2 separate regions of the Mus musculus genome follow, and region 2 is linked to region 1. The links are chromatin contacts, called in public promoter capture Hi-C maps. All regions are on one chromosome and are shown on one strand. Each heading gives the region's core, a stretch centred on a gene start, on an enhancer-like site or on the middle of the called end of the contact. The rest is flanking DNA. Distances are from core to core; before and after follow the strand shown.

Region 1 (7,062 bases), core at 3,551-6,050:
TTTTCATAGAGGCTACACTATATTGCTAGCATCTGTGTACATTACCCTGGCAAACTGTGCCCCCATTTGGCTAGCATTTGTTATTTTGACATTTTCTCATAGAAATGAAATGAGACTCAAGGTAGTTTTGGTTTGCCCACATTCATAGCAGGCCTTGCCCAGTTAACCCTCTGGGAAAACCCCTCACAGGCATACCCAATGTTCTTCCATGTTGATGCCCATGGTTTCTAACCGAGGCAAGTTGACTCCTGTGTTTCTCCACAAAGATCTCACTGTTGGGTTATAAACTACAGCAGTGTCGAAATCTTTTTCACATCACAGCACACAAGATGAGATCATTTTTGCACATGGCAACAACAGGCATCTTAATACTATTCCAGTTTTTAAAGTGGACATATGGAAGGCTTTCTGTGTTGGCCATGGGTCATTTGGAGCTTCTGTAAAGCTTTCCCTGGTGTTCTGACAGTGTTTACTATAAATCTGTTTTCTACCAAGCTCCTCCCTAGGCCGGGAAGATGGCTCGGCAGGAAAGAGTACTGGGAGTTAGTTGGTTAAGGTGGCAATAAAAAATAATTTTAGCCGGGCAGTGGTGGCGCACGGCTTTAATCCCAGCACTTGGGAGGCAGAGGCAGGCGGATCTGAGTTCGAGGCCAGCCTGGTCTACAGAGTGAGTTCCAGGACAGCCAGGGTTATACAGAGAAATCCTGTCTCAAAGAAAATAATAATAATAATAATAATAATAATAATAATTTTAGCTCCCTTTCCCATCTATATGCTTCACTTAGAAGAAGACTCTGGACAGATAACCAGGTAGATCCAGAGGTGTGATGAGATCGTAGCACGTCCCAAACTCTGGAACTTTTAGAGGGATTAGAAAAGATCATTTAAATAGTTGAGCTAAGCCAGGAGTGGTGACACAGACCTTTAATCACAGCTCTGGGGAGGCAGAGACAGGTGGGTCTAATCTACAGAGAGAGCTTCCAAACGCCACAGCTACATAGACCCAGTCTCAGCAAACCCAAACAAACAAACAACTGCTTTTGAGTTATATATTGATATAACACCAAAATAAATTATATCTTTAAGCAAGTTGGTCTGAATACTAAAAAAAAAAAAAAAAAAAAAAAAAAAAAAAAAAAAAAAAGAGGAAAAAGAGGAAAACCACCTCAATTCATTTTATGAGGACAATAGACCAGAGAAGAGGAACGCACAAAAAAGCAAGGGAGTCAGTGTGATGTTAGATGGCATGAATTTTTCTAAGTAAAATCCAATGTTCGTTTTTAAATTGCATCTTGTCAAGTATCTCAAGATCCTAGGACAGTTCTGTTTTTAGTTTTTAGTATTTTTAGTGACTATAAGCAAGTAACAAGTTTGATACACGGTTAAGAAAATACGATGTAGCCCTTCATTTTGTACAATTAATATTCCATACACTGAAAGGCAACAGTGAACTTAGTGACAATGAGCCAATCTAACACACACTAGTAAACAGAAGGTAAAAGAACTGTCAACCGTGCACAGAGAAAGAGCTTTAATTCCTTTTATTTATTTACATTTATCTATCGGGCGAGGTGCTTGTGTTCTGGCATGAGGGAAAGACAGGAGACAGCTTTGTAGGGGCATTTATCTCCTTTCACCGTTTGTGTCCTCTGGGCTGGACTCGGGTTACCAGAGTAGTGGCAAACACCTTAACCTACTGAGCCATCTTTCTAGCCTAAAAGTGTATGTGTGTGTGTGGTGTGAATGTGTGTTAGTGGTGTTCATACGGAAGCTGAAGGAGAAAGCTGAATGTCTTGCTCTACTATTCTTGGCCTTATTCCCTTTGAGACAGGATCTATGAACCTAGGACTAGACTGGAGGCAAACAAGCCTCAGCAATCGCCCTGCCTCCACTCCCCCACCCCACCCCCCCTTTATAACGCAGGGGTTACAGCCATGCATGGCCGCACCGGCTCTTTACATGAGTGTTGGATATTTGAACTCACAGGATTGGGCCATTGCTTCATTTCTCTCTGTTTGTACTGAATTCAAGGCAGCTGGCACTAATCAAAAGACGACTCTTCCCTATAGGTCTTCCAGATGAAAGCAAGCTTTCCCGGAGAAAGTCGAAGCTGTTACGCCTCCTAGGGACTAGTCTCAGATGTCACTTAGACTATTCTATTGGGTAAGGGCAGTAACACTTGCATGTAACTAACTCTTCAAGGGTGTGTTTTTGCTGCCTAGTTTGTAAATGTGTAACTTCCCTTTCAGGGATCTGTTACTGTGGCGGACATCAAGGACGCAGGTACACAGGATGAGGTTCCTGAGAGGGACTGAGGATACACTGTCTACACTGGCAAGTTGAACTTCCTGCTGTTGACAAAGCTAACAGAGAAACCTTAAGGGACTACTTCTAATGTTTCTTGATAAGAATTATGTTAACATCGGTCTCTATGGATACTCTTCCCAGTTAAACTTTCCCCTTCTTATAATTTCTGAGTAGTATTAATCAGTGCCTGGTAGGTAGACTTATTGAGTTTGAATTATATGTATGTGAATTTTATTATTTTTCTGCATCTATTAGAATACTTTTTGCTTTATAGTACTTACTTACTTACTTACTTTAATCCCAAGTGCTGGGATTAAAGGCGTGGGCCACCACTGCCCAGCCTCTCATTTGTTTCTTGAGAACACAATCTCACTTTGTTAACTTTAGCTGACTGGTACTATGTAACCCAGAGAGACCTTGAACTCTTAGCAATCCTTTTGTCTTAGCCTCCTGACCTATGGGATAAGAGAGTGAGCCAACATGCCTGGCAACTGTCTTTCAAAATACATCTGCTATAAAGATTTCCTTTTCCTTTCCCAGATTATTTATCTAGGAATAGAGACGACGACTACTTCTTCTTCTTCTTCTTTTTTTTTTTTTTTTTTTTTTTTTGGTTTTTTGAGACAGGGTTTCTCTGTGTAGCCCTGGCTGTCCTGGAACTCACTCTGTAGACCAGGCTGGTCTCAAACTCAAGCCTCTGCCTCCCAAGTGCTGGGATTAAAGACTCGCGCCACCACGGCTGGCTGGTATATTTTTTAAGAACCTCATTATTGAGTATCCACCATGCACAGGGACTCTACTGTGCTCTAGACATGGATAATAAACAAAGTAAGTATGCTCTCTACATTCACTGCATGGAGAATAAATAGTGCAGGGAAACAATGTGTAAGCCAATGTCCGTTCTGGTGAGCAGGAGATCTAAAGGATTCCCTATCAGTGGAGACTTGGAAAGCAGGGCACTTTCTCTAGATCAGCTGTTCTCAATCTACTAGACTCCCATGGGAGCTGAGTATCAGAGATTTACAATTCATAACAGTGGCAAAATTATAGTTATGAAGTAGCAACAAAATATTATAAAGTTAAGGATCACCACTTGCATCAAAGGGCTGCAGCATCAGGAAGGTTGAGAACCACTGCTTAGATAGTAATTAAAGATCTTTCAGAACAGAACTCATACCTCCATATTATTTGTGTTATAGAGTGTATGCTTACATCCTCCTATTTACATGTTGAAATTTTAATCCCACCTGTTGTCTCACGTGATAATATCGGTAGGCAATTAGCACCTTTATTATTTTAGTGCTAAAAATAACTTTAAAGTTGTGCAAGAAGTCAGACGATCTTGTGTTCTCTTTAACTGAGGGCCAAGTGAAGTCGGGAAACCTGTCGTTAAAAGATTGCAGGCACCTGATTACCCAACTCTATAAAAAAATAAAATTGTAGTTACATGCTGACTTCCGTTTTTATTATTTTAGACAGGATCACACTTTGCTATCCTACCATCTGTTAAAGATATTAGGCTGAAGCTGGACGGTGATGGGGCATCCACTTTTAATCCCAGCACTGGGGAGGCAGGGGCAGGAGGATCGCTGAGTTTGAGGCCAGCTTGGTGTACAGAGCGAGTTCCAGGATAGCCAGGGCTACACAGAGAAACTCTGTCTCAAAAACAAAACAAAACAAAACAAAACAAAAAACAGCCGGGCGGTGGTGGCGCACGCCTTTAATCCCAGCATTTGGGAGGCAGAGGCAAATGGATTTCTGAGTTCGAGGCCAGCCTGGTTTACAGAGTGAGTTCCAGGACAGCCAGAGCTACACAGGAAAAGCCAGTCTCCGAAAAAACAAAAACCAAACCAAACTAAAAAAAAAAAAGGAGGAGGGAGGGGTGTTGACCTGGCATTGGAGTACAGGGATTAAAGGTGTGGGCCAGTACGCCCAGCTGCCGTGGGTTACTTTGTTATCCTAACAGCCACACCAGAGCAATTCATCCACTGCAACAAATCGCAAAAATATTAAAAGAAAAATGACACCTGCTCATTGTAGAAAATGGTTGTTATATGTAACTTGCTGCACGAAACCACGACTTAACACCCTTTCAACTTCCTTTTACATGAGCACATCTTTTTAAGATGGGACTAGCTCGCAGCCAAGCGTAATTAGCGTTGCCATCAGGGGCAGCGGAGGGCACCTTACCCTCTGGAACGCTCCGCAGCTGGACTTCCCTGACCACAGAGACCGCCCCCCAGGCGTCTCGTGCCGCTCCGGCCCCCAGAGCCCCGGATACCTCATCTCGTGTCCGCCCACCACCCAACGGTTCTGCCCCCAGGCACGTTCTAAACCACTGCGCACGCGCTGCGAGGCACTTAACGACTCGGCTCCGCCCTTCTCAATATCTCTTGGGGTCGCCGGGCGCTCCTCGCTGAATCGTTAGCCAATCCTTACTCCCGCCCTCGCAATCTTGCAACAGGCTTCTGATTGGTTACCTGTCCTCGAGGTCTGCGCGGAGCGTGATTGGTTGGTGGCTTCGCCCAATCGGCGGAGGGCTGTCGGATTCAAATCCAGAGCGTTGGGCCTGCGGTCGTTGGCCTCATTCGAGTCGTTGCGTCGGCCCTAGGCGGACGTAGAGCCCCTTGCGCCCGGTTTCCTGATCCCGCTTACTCCTCTGCGCGCCGGCAGGATGGCCCACAAGCAGATCTACTACTCAGACAAGTACTTCGATGAGCACTACGAGTACCGGTGAGGAGCGCCTGCGGAGGAGGGCCGCGCTGGGAGGTCAGACCTGGTGGTCGGGACTCGGACCCCCTTAGAGGCCTCCGTCCGTCCGGGCAGCCTTGCTTTGTGTAGTGTTGCGGGGATCGCAGGAGATGGGGAGTCGTTAGATGGGTGGGCAGCGCCTAGTCTGGGAGTTCACGACCGCAAACCGCACTGGCCCGGACTGGCCGGGAGGGGAAGTCCCCGGAAACGCACCCGACGGGCATTATCGAGTGTCTGATGGGTAACGGCTCCAGACGCTGTAACACGGGGCGTTGTTAAAGGGCTTCAAGATCAAATTGAAAACTCGAGATTGCCTTCGGAAGGATTGGGGTGGTGGTGGCTACGTTACCTTCAACTGCTAGTCCATATTGGCCACGTTTGGGGCTTTTGAGGAAGTTTTGAGTTTTAAATCCTGAGATGCGCAGGAAGGTAGTACCTACGTTAATATAATTAGCAAATGGGATTGTGGAAAGTAAGGGAGGATTGTAGTTAACTTTATTGTATCCCTTATGACTTGGGGTGTGGTTTCAAAGGCCTTTCCGTCGCTGGGTTCTTCTGGGTTGGGATTAGAGCGTTGCATTCTGGGACACAGTCAAGGACTCCAGGTGGGTAAAACCTGTTCCTCCCTTGGGCAAATAGTGACCTTGTTTTCTGTTTGCTGCCCTTTTAGGTTAGTGTCCAGAATGCTGTTTGAGGGATGAGACACTTTTTAAAAGAGTGGCTTCACCGCCCCACCCCCCATTCTCTCAGTCCGCTAGTGTAGAAGTCTTCACAGCCAGAAAACTTTTTCCAGGCTGTTTGACGATGCACTAATGCTATAAACTTGAATGTTCTTAAGTAGGGAAGTCTCATGGGTTTTTTTTTTCCCCCTTACTAAAAAATTTAAATACATAACAGTCTTTACATAGTAATTACAAACTTCACAATGGTAACCATGTGATAATTGGCTTAATATTTGGTCGTTATAGTAACTCAGAACTTGGTTTGGAAATATCCAAAAATGACCGAAAGTAATTGTACTGTCTTTCTAAATTAGGCAAATAATTATTTGGATGGAAATGTTTAGCATATGGGTTTATATACATTTCTTTAGTTGTCAAAGTGAGATAGTTTTAGTTTCTAAACTTGGAGTATATAAGTTGTGCGTGTTTTGGGGAGCAACTGCTGGTCTGTCTTAAGTATTTTACTCCAATATAAAGTAGGAGCTAGTTTATTACCCACTGGAATCCAGAGGTCAAAAAAAGTGTTTTATTTTGAAACATGAAGTGTTTAAGCTTGCTGTTCTGCCTTAGCAGTTGCTGAGATGGTGGGTGTGTTGCCACACTAGCTTGAGCTTAACTGACCAACCTTTACAAAAGAATTAGAGAGGTGCTCTTGACAGGGACTGTGTACTGGTGATATGACACAGAGGTGTGAGTCTAGGGTGTTTTGTTTATAGTAGAACTATGTGTGTTGGATAAAGTTCAAAACTTAGTGATTTTGTGAAGGGGTGATTACTAGGAACAGAGTAGACTGCTCCTCAAATATCATGGGAGTCCTTTTGGGCATTTTTGAGGGAGTCTCCATAACCCAGGGTGTCCTGGAACTCCATGTAGACAGCTCTAGCTGCATCTGCCTTACTAGTCCGGGGAGGGACCTGTGTGTCATCAGGCCCAGCCTGTCCTTACAGAAATAAAATGGAGGATTTCTTTGCACTTGAGTCATATATTGCACTTTTTGTATTCCAACAAAAACTGGGTTCTGAGAATAGTTTTCCTGGTACATGATCAGTAGTAATATACAAATAAAATCATGTACATTATAAATGACCCCATATGAAGTGCAGCCTCTTGACATGACTTATCAGGTAGGAGATACTTGAGGCTCCTTGTATCTGAATGCCTTGTAGAGACAGTACTGTTTGTGAAAGCTAATTGACAAGCATAATGTCTGTCACTTAAGGCATATCAGTGGCCGGGCGGTAGTGGTGGTGCACGCCTTTAATCCCAGCACTTGGGAGGCAGG
Region 2 (6,870 bases), core at 2,607-5,106, 3.9 Mb after region 1:
AGCATGCCTCCTGGGTTCTAAGCACGCACACAGGCTGCGAGCTGAATGGTTAGGACCAAAATCAGCTGGTACAAGTAGTAGGTAAGGCTGGCTTTGGGCACACTACACAGGTCCTGCCACCATCCTAGGCTGCTTTCACATTCTCTTGTTGACAAGGCTCAAATAGGGAAAGAAAGCAGCTCTGAGACACAAAGCGGGAGGTGGGGAGGGGGGAGTTAAATTCAAGTCTGTCAGGCTGTTCTCACGGCCTCCTTGGACTGCTCTGAAGGTCTGTGAGCTGACCTGCCTCCGCCTTTCCACCATCCTTTGCTAATAGAACAGTACCTATTTAAGCTTTATCTCCAAGTAAAAGGGTTGGAGGATTTGGGCGATAGACCAGATTTAGTGAGCTAGAACAACTGAAAGGCCTTTTGGGATCCCAAATAATCTTAAGAGATTGTATCTGAAAGTGTCCAAGTCACACGAGTGAGCTAAGAGCTACAGAGAACCAAGCTGGAGCCAGGCTACCTAAGGAAGCACTGCCACCCAAGCACTCAGGATGACTTAGAGAGACGCGGGTTCAGCACGAGCAATGCTTCAGGATTCTAAGAGGCACAGATATGGGTATGAAACATCCTCTGCTTCACTTTTTCCTATAGTTATCAAAATGGGTGATGTAGGCTAGGCTGGCCTGTAACTTGCTATATAGTGCAGACTAGCATTGAATTCAAGGCTATCCTCCTGCCTTAGCTTCCCAGGCGCTAGAATAGAATTACAGGCACAAACTACTGCCCCCCTGCCACACAGTTGCTTCAAAACACCCACTTACGTTAAGAAAAAAAAAAAAAAAAAAAAAAAAAAAAAAAAAAACAGTGTATGGGTTTTGGATCTTAGAATAAGTCTGTGGGCTGGATGTAGTCTTATTTGCCACCCATAGACTTGGTTCAGCAGGTAACATTGAATTTTACCTTTCATATTCACTCTACATCCAGACAAAAGTGAGGGGGGTTACAAACCAAGATCCTTAAGAAAGATATGACAGTAGACAGAGCAATGTCCAGCCTCTACCCTGACAACAAGAACTTTTGACCAGAGCACAAAAAGCTGTATCTTGACTCTCATTTCTACCCTTAGCAAAAAGCGGAGTCCAATCAGAGCTGGTCTTTCAGCTCCCTTGTGTGTGTAAGAGTGAATTTTTACTTGATTGGAGTTTTTTTGCCTCTTGTTTGTAAGTGGGAGTCATTTGGGTAAATGTTTAATTGCTGTGGGTTTCTGTTTTCCCATCTGAGAACGGGGTAATTGTAGTTATATCCTCTAGTCTGTTTACTAATATCTGTTAGTCACTAGGACAGGGATCTGGTGACTAGTTGACAAAGCTCCTGCACTCTACAGTGTACATGGAAAAGCAGACAAAGAACCAGATCAGTTGGCTAATGCATCAAATCAGTGCTAGGTGCTGAGGAGAGCACAGGGGAGGTGGGAAGGGGAGGAGGAAGGTATGCGGGCTGGAGAGATAGCTCAGCGGGTAAGAGCACTGACTGCTCTTCCAGAGGTCCTGAGTTCAATTCCCAGCAACCACATGGTGGCTCACAACCACTTGTAATGGGATCCGATGCCCTCTTCTGGTGTGCCTGAAGACAGCTACAGTGTACTCATATACATAAAATAAATAAATCTTTAAAAATAACAAAATAAAAGTAAGGTATGCTAACCATCCTAGGTCTTTCTTTATAGACAAGAATCTATAAAAACCTGGATCAGAGGTACTAATGAAGGTTCAAATTTGGGACAACTGCATTTCAATGAAACTGGACAGTTAAGACACCATCCAAACTTTCTGGGCTCTCTATGTGACAGGGGCTCTAGAGCACTGTATGTCTGAATGGGAAAGAAAGAGGAAAACAGACAGCTAGCTGCATGGTTCTCTTCTAGATAACAACACTCTTTGGGGGCGGGGATGGGGGGTGGTCAAAACAGGTAAGAAGGGGAAGCAATGTCTGGTTGAAATGGAGACCCAGCAGGAGCACAGGGCAACCTGTGACAGCCTAGGCTGCAGAGCGGGATGTTGGGTATGCTTCTGACATCCAAGAAGTTGAGATACTTTCATTAATTAAAAATCCTCTCACCGTGATACGAGACACAAAGGAGACCAGCATCAAAAGTAGGTTACAATAAGTGCAGGTTCTAGCCTGATTCAACCTTCCCCTCCTTCACCTAGTTACTTCTCCATAAAGGCAAAGCCTGGGACAGGCGTGGAGGAGCCCACGAAGGGCATCCTCCCAGCCCGTGGTGTTCACTGTTCAGTGCTTGGGACAGACACATCAACAAGTTTCATCACAGAAGGAGTGGTGCCATTGAAGGGAAGCAAAGAGGGTGGTGGGCACAGAGGGGGCACTTGGTTTAACTGGGGAGGTCAGGGAAAGCGTTCCAGGAATGGTACCCCAAATGGCATCCCCACTCACATGCACAATTCCAGAGATTCTACTAGAAGGCTGTCAAGAGCCATGCCTTCAGGCTGCACCAGCCTCCCAGAGTCCCCTGCTGCCCGATGCAGTGTCTGCAGAGCCAAACGCATCTTCCGCCACGCCTCGTCCTCATCCGGGCGCTGCATCCGACCCTCCAAGACTCCTGCAGGGGCCTGCCTTCCTTGGCAGGCTCAGCCAAAAAACCAACTCAAAACTCTTTTGTCAGAGCAAGCTTAGGGTGAGCCACCCAGCCCCGGGTGCCACAACCCTCCCTGAGCAACTGTGGCCCACGCCACCCCCGCCTCTCCTGTTTGCTCCTTTTTGCTCAAAAGAAAGTGACCTTCCAGGTGGCAAGCTGGAAGCTTCCGAGAATCCTCCCAAATACTCTTAGTCTCGCAGGATTCACCAAACTAGTGGACTGGCGGGGGTTGGAGGTGGGAGTGGGGGCTCCTTATGGGACAGGAGATAGGAGGAGAACAAGGGTTTCCTCTTTAGTGGAGTTATTCTAACAGTCTTTGGGGCCGCCAACTGTTCTGCTGGGTAGGGAAAGGAGAGAGGTCCCGGAAGGCAGATGCAGAGAGGTACAGCTGTTGAGGGTAGCGGCTGCAGACCGTGCAGGGGAAGGGATGAAGCTGCTGGGGGCGGGGGTGGAGGGGCGCACAGAGGCTGCAGCCTTGCAGGTTCCAGCGCCCTGAGATGATGGTCTTTTAGGGGCTAGGGGATAGGGGGGAATCAGGTGGCTCCAAAGGGAAGTGGAGGGCAGAGAACTAAGCGGTGGTCTCGGGACCTGAGCGAGTCCCAGAGAGCATAAATGGTCAGAAGATTTAGCTCCGGAGCAGGGCCTGAACGGGTAGCTTTACAAGGGTCGCAAGAGGGTTGGCTGAGCTTTGGCTTTGGAGAGGGGTCCAGCTTCCACTCCCGGCAAGCGGGTTGAAAGCATCTGCCCCGGACTTGGGATTTGGTCCCAGACCCACAGTATGGTCCATGCCCACTCCCGCCCCACTCCCGCTCCCGCTCTGGGGAGGTGTAAGCAGCCCGGCAGTCGGAGTCGTTTTGCTCGATCCTACCTGAGGGCCTGGAGCCAGCTTGGGCTCTTCTTCCTCTCGGGGACCGTCGCAATCCAGCTCGGCGGGCACCTCCGGGGGCCCTGCACCGGCTCCCGCTTCCAGGCTCGGCGGCGGCGGCTGCGGCTCGGGCGCCTGGGGCTTCTGCAGCCCCGCGGCCCGCGCCCGCTCCCGCCGGCCCGCGCCGCCGCTTGGCCTGCTCCGCCTCCGAGTCATGCTGCCTCTTGCGCCGCTCCCCCGCTCGCTGGCTCCTCTCGCGCCTCCGCCGCCGCCGCCGCCGCCGCCGCCGCCGCCGCCGCCGCCGCTCCCCTCACAGGACAACAGCCAATATGGCGGCGCCCGGCGCCCCTCCCCGCCTGCTGCCAACAGGTCAGAGGGCACACTCAGTCCGCGCCGCCGCAGTCGCCACGGAAGCCGCCAGCGCCATTTTTAATAAGGCCACCTCGCTGGGCTTCGCAGGAGACCAGCCCCGGGCGAGATCCTGTCCTAAGCACTAGTCCGAAAGGCTGCGATCGGCTGGAGAAACACATTGGGCTCTGTAATAGCGGGCCTAGGAGCTTAATTATCCATTAAATAATGAGTGAGTTACTAATCTTTTTGCTGCGAACTTTTCACGCTCATCTCTTGGCTCCTCCCTAAATCACTTGGAAACAGGTACGAATTATTCCCATTTTGCAATGGACAAGCACTGGCTGCAAAATGCCTACCATAGATTCCTAGATATCATCCCACCACACCTGTGGTCAGCCTGAGGCGAAAGAATAGGCAGGTCTTTACTTGTCGTTTACTGGGAGCCCCACGTTCTGTGCTCAGAACTGCAGGACCCAGACTCAGGTCGTTCTTGAGGCTGATGGGGAAGGGGGTCACTTAAATAGATAATAGGATCGGCGTGACAAGGATGAAATGATTAAAGCACATACTCTGGCAATGTTTTTTTTTTTTTTTAAGTGGTATGTGCGAGAGAGGTCTTTAACCCACAAAGCAAAATTAGAAATGTTTTAATAGCTCAGCATTTTAGTTGTTAATATGTCATCTCCACCCATTTTCTTCCCACAGGGGGAGAAAAATTCAGGCACATGGAACAAAAAAATATATGTATTTTTTTTTTAAGTTTCCAATGCTGTCTTATGCCTTGTCGAGTGAAACTGGAACTTTTTAGTAGTTACACGTGGAATTTATATTGATAACATCAATCAGAACAAAATCTGAAACTTTGACTACCAAGAAGTAAATCAATTTTTAAAAATTGCTCTATTTATCTTATTGTTTTAATAGGTATGTGTGTGTATGTGTGTGTGTCGGTGGGACTGGGTTAAACTTCTTTGGCCTAACTTGCTCCATCTTGAAGTCTGTCCTCCGTTTTGCATGGCCCCAATTCCAAGAAAAACCACAAATGTTCTAGAGTCTACCACTCAGGGAAGGGGAGGAACATCTGGCCTTTTCTCCAAGATCCTGAAACAGTTGCCACCCTTCTTTCCCTGGAATACCTAGGGGCCACCACAGACCAATCAGGAACCAGGACCTCTGGAAAGCCCCCTAACCACAACCAACCATGGTAAAGGTTGCCTAGACCCTCACCCTAATCTTCCACTTCATACCTGGTTGTGGTTTTCTGCTTTAAAAGGCCTGTGAGCCCACTTCTTGGGCTCATTGCTTCAGCTCCCGAGCCTAACTGCATCTCTAGTCCAGCTAGATCTCTTGGTGAGAGTTTCCCTTGGTGAATAAAAGCTGCTTTTGTTTGACTTTGGATTGTGGCGGCCTGTGCCTCATTATTTGTGTGACCTCAGGCCCAACATTTCTGTGTGTGTGTGTGTGTGTGTGTGTGTGTGTGTGTGTGTGTGTACGCGCGCGCGCGCATACGTGTACTTGTGTGTCAACTTGACACAAGCTGGAGTTATCACAGAGAAAGGAGCTTCAGGTGAGGAAATGCCTCCATGAGATCCAGCTGTAAGACATTTTCTCAATTAGTGATCTAGGGTGAAAGGGCCCACTGTGGGTGGTGCCATGCCAGGCCTGGTAGTTTTGGGTTCTATAAAAGAGCAAGCCAGTAAGCAGCACCCCTCCATGGCCTCTGCATCAGTTCCTGCTTCCTGACCTGCTTGAGTTCCAGTCCTGACATCCTTTGGTGAAAAACAGCAATGTGGAAGTATAAGTTGAATAAACCCTTTCCTCCCCAACTTGCTTCTTGGTCATGATGTTTTGTGTAGAAATAGAAACCCTGACTTTAATTTATTTTTAGGATTTATTTTATGTATATGAGTACATTGTAGCTGTCTTCAGACACACCAGAAGAGGGCATCGGATCCCATTACAGATGGTTATGAGCCATCATGTGGTTGCTGGGAATTGAACTCAGGACTTCTGGAAGAGCAGTCAGTGCTCTTAACTGCTGAGCCATCTCTCCAGCCAATGATTAATTTTTATTTTTTGGGTTTTGTTTTTGTTTTTTTTTTTTTGGTTTTTTGTTTTGATTTTTTTCAAGACAGGGTTTCTCTGTATAACCCTAGCTGTCCTGGAACTCACTTTGTAGACCAGGCTGGTCTTGAACTCAGAAATCTGCCTGCCTCTGCCTCCCGAGTGCTGGGATTAAAGGCGTGTGCCACCACGCCCAGCACGGCAATTCTTGATCAAAGCCAGCTATGGACCCTCAGTGTCTGGAAACAATGCTTGTGAGAGTCTAAATAAGACAAAGCATTAGAAACAGTTAGCAACAGTAATTTTACCTGATAGCTTCCATAACTGTTCTTATTATATATACCTTACTAATCTAAGAGAAAGTCCTTTTCTAGACTAAAAAGGGGCAATATTGAGGATGTTTTTGAGCACTGTGTATTTAAGTGATGAATTCTGTACCCAGAGATCCAAATGTAGTCCAGAATTGGTATTGGCATTATTATGAAGCATTTCCTGATTTGGTATTTTGTAAAACACTGCCCTCCATTATTTTCTGATTGGTCATTAAAGAACTGGACAGAAGAGAATAAGGCGGGACTTCCGTACCCTAAAAGAGGGAAGGTCTCAGTTGACCACATGAGGACTCAACATGAGGAATCAGATGGAGGAGGTGTCAGAGTCAGACCAACATGGTAGGTAATGCCATGTAGTGGGGAAGTTGTAGGGATAAGGTCATTGTGCACTGTGTATAAATATTCACCTGTCAATAGAAAAGCCTTTTGCCAGTTAGCTGAGGCAGAATTCAAAGGTAACACACCTGCATGGGAGAGAAAGAATTCTGGAAATGAATCAGGTACATGAGAGATTCACCCAAATTCTGAGGAGACAGACACATAAATCTGAGAAGCAGGTAAACAACCATGTGGCTCTAGAATAGAATAAACTGGACTATTGAGATATGAGCAAGT

The links. Promoter capture Hi-C pulls out the DNA fragments that hold promoters and counts their contacts.
Region 2: a contact with region 1 is called in a promoter capture Hi-C map of pre-B cells, with 3 times the contacts expected there. The contact joins the promoter of Fam193b here to the promoter of Cks2 in region 1. A contact is called at or near these places in 3 of 39 promoter capture datasets (liver and pre-B cells).

What each region holds. Positions count from the first base shown.
Region 1 is chr13:51,640,432-51,647,493 of GRCm38.p6, forward strand. It overlaps Cks2 (CDC28 protein kinase regulatory subunit 2), which reads left to right and starts at 4,801. Exons shown (of 3, transcript NM_025415.3): 1 at 4,801-5,040. The coding sequence starts at 4,982. It overlaps Gm52049 (a long non-coding RNA gene), which reads left to right. Exons shown (of 3, transcript XR_003950639.1): 2 at 2,070-2,163; 3 at 2,250-2,886.
Region 2 is chr13:55,567,264-55,574,133 of GRCm38.p6, forward strand. It overlaps Fam193b (family with sequence similarity 193, member B), which reads right to left and starts at 3,857. Exons shown (of 11, transcript NM_145382.4): 1 at 2,442-3,857. It overlaps Gm31364 (a long non-coding RNA gene), which reads left to right and starts at 3,833. Exons shown (of 2, transcript XR_873486.2): 1 at 3,833-4,162; 2 at 6,473-6,870.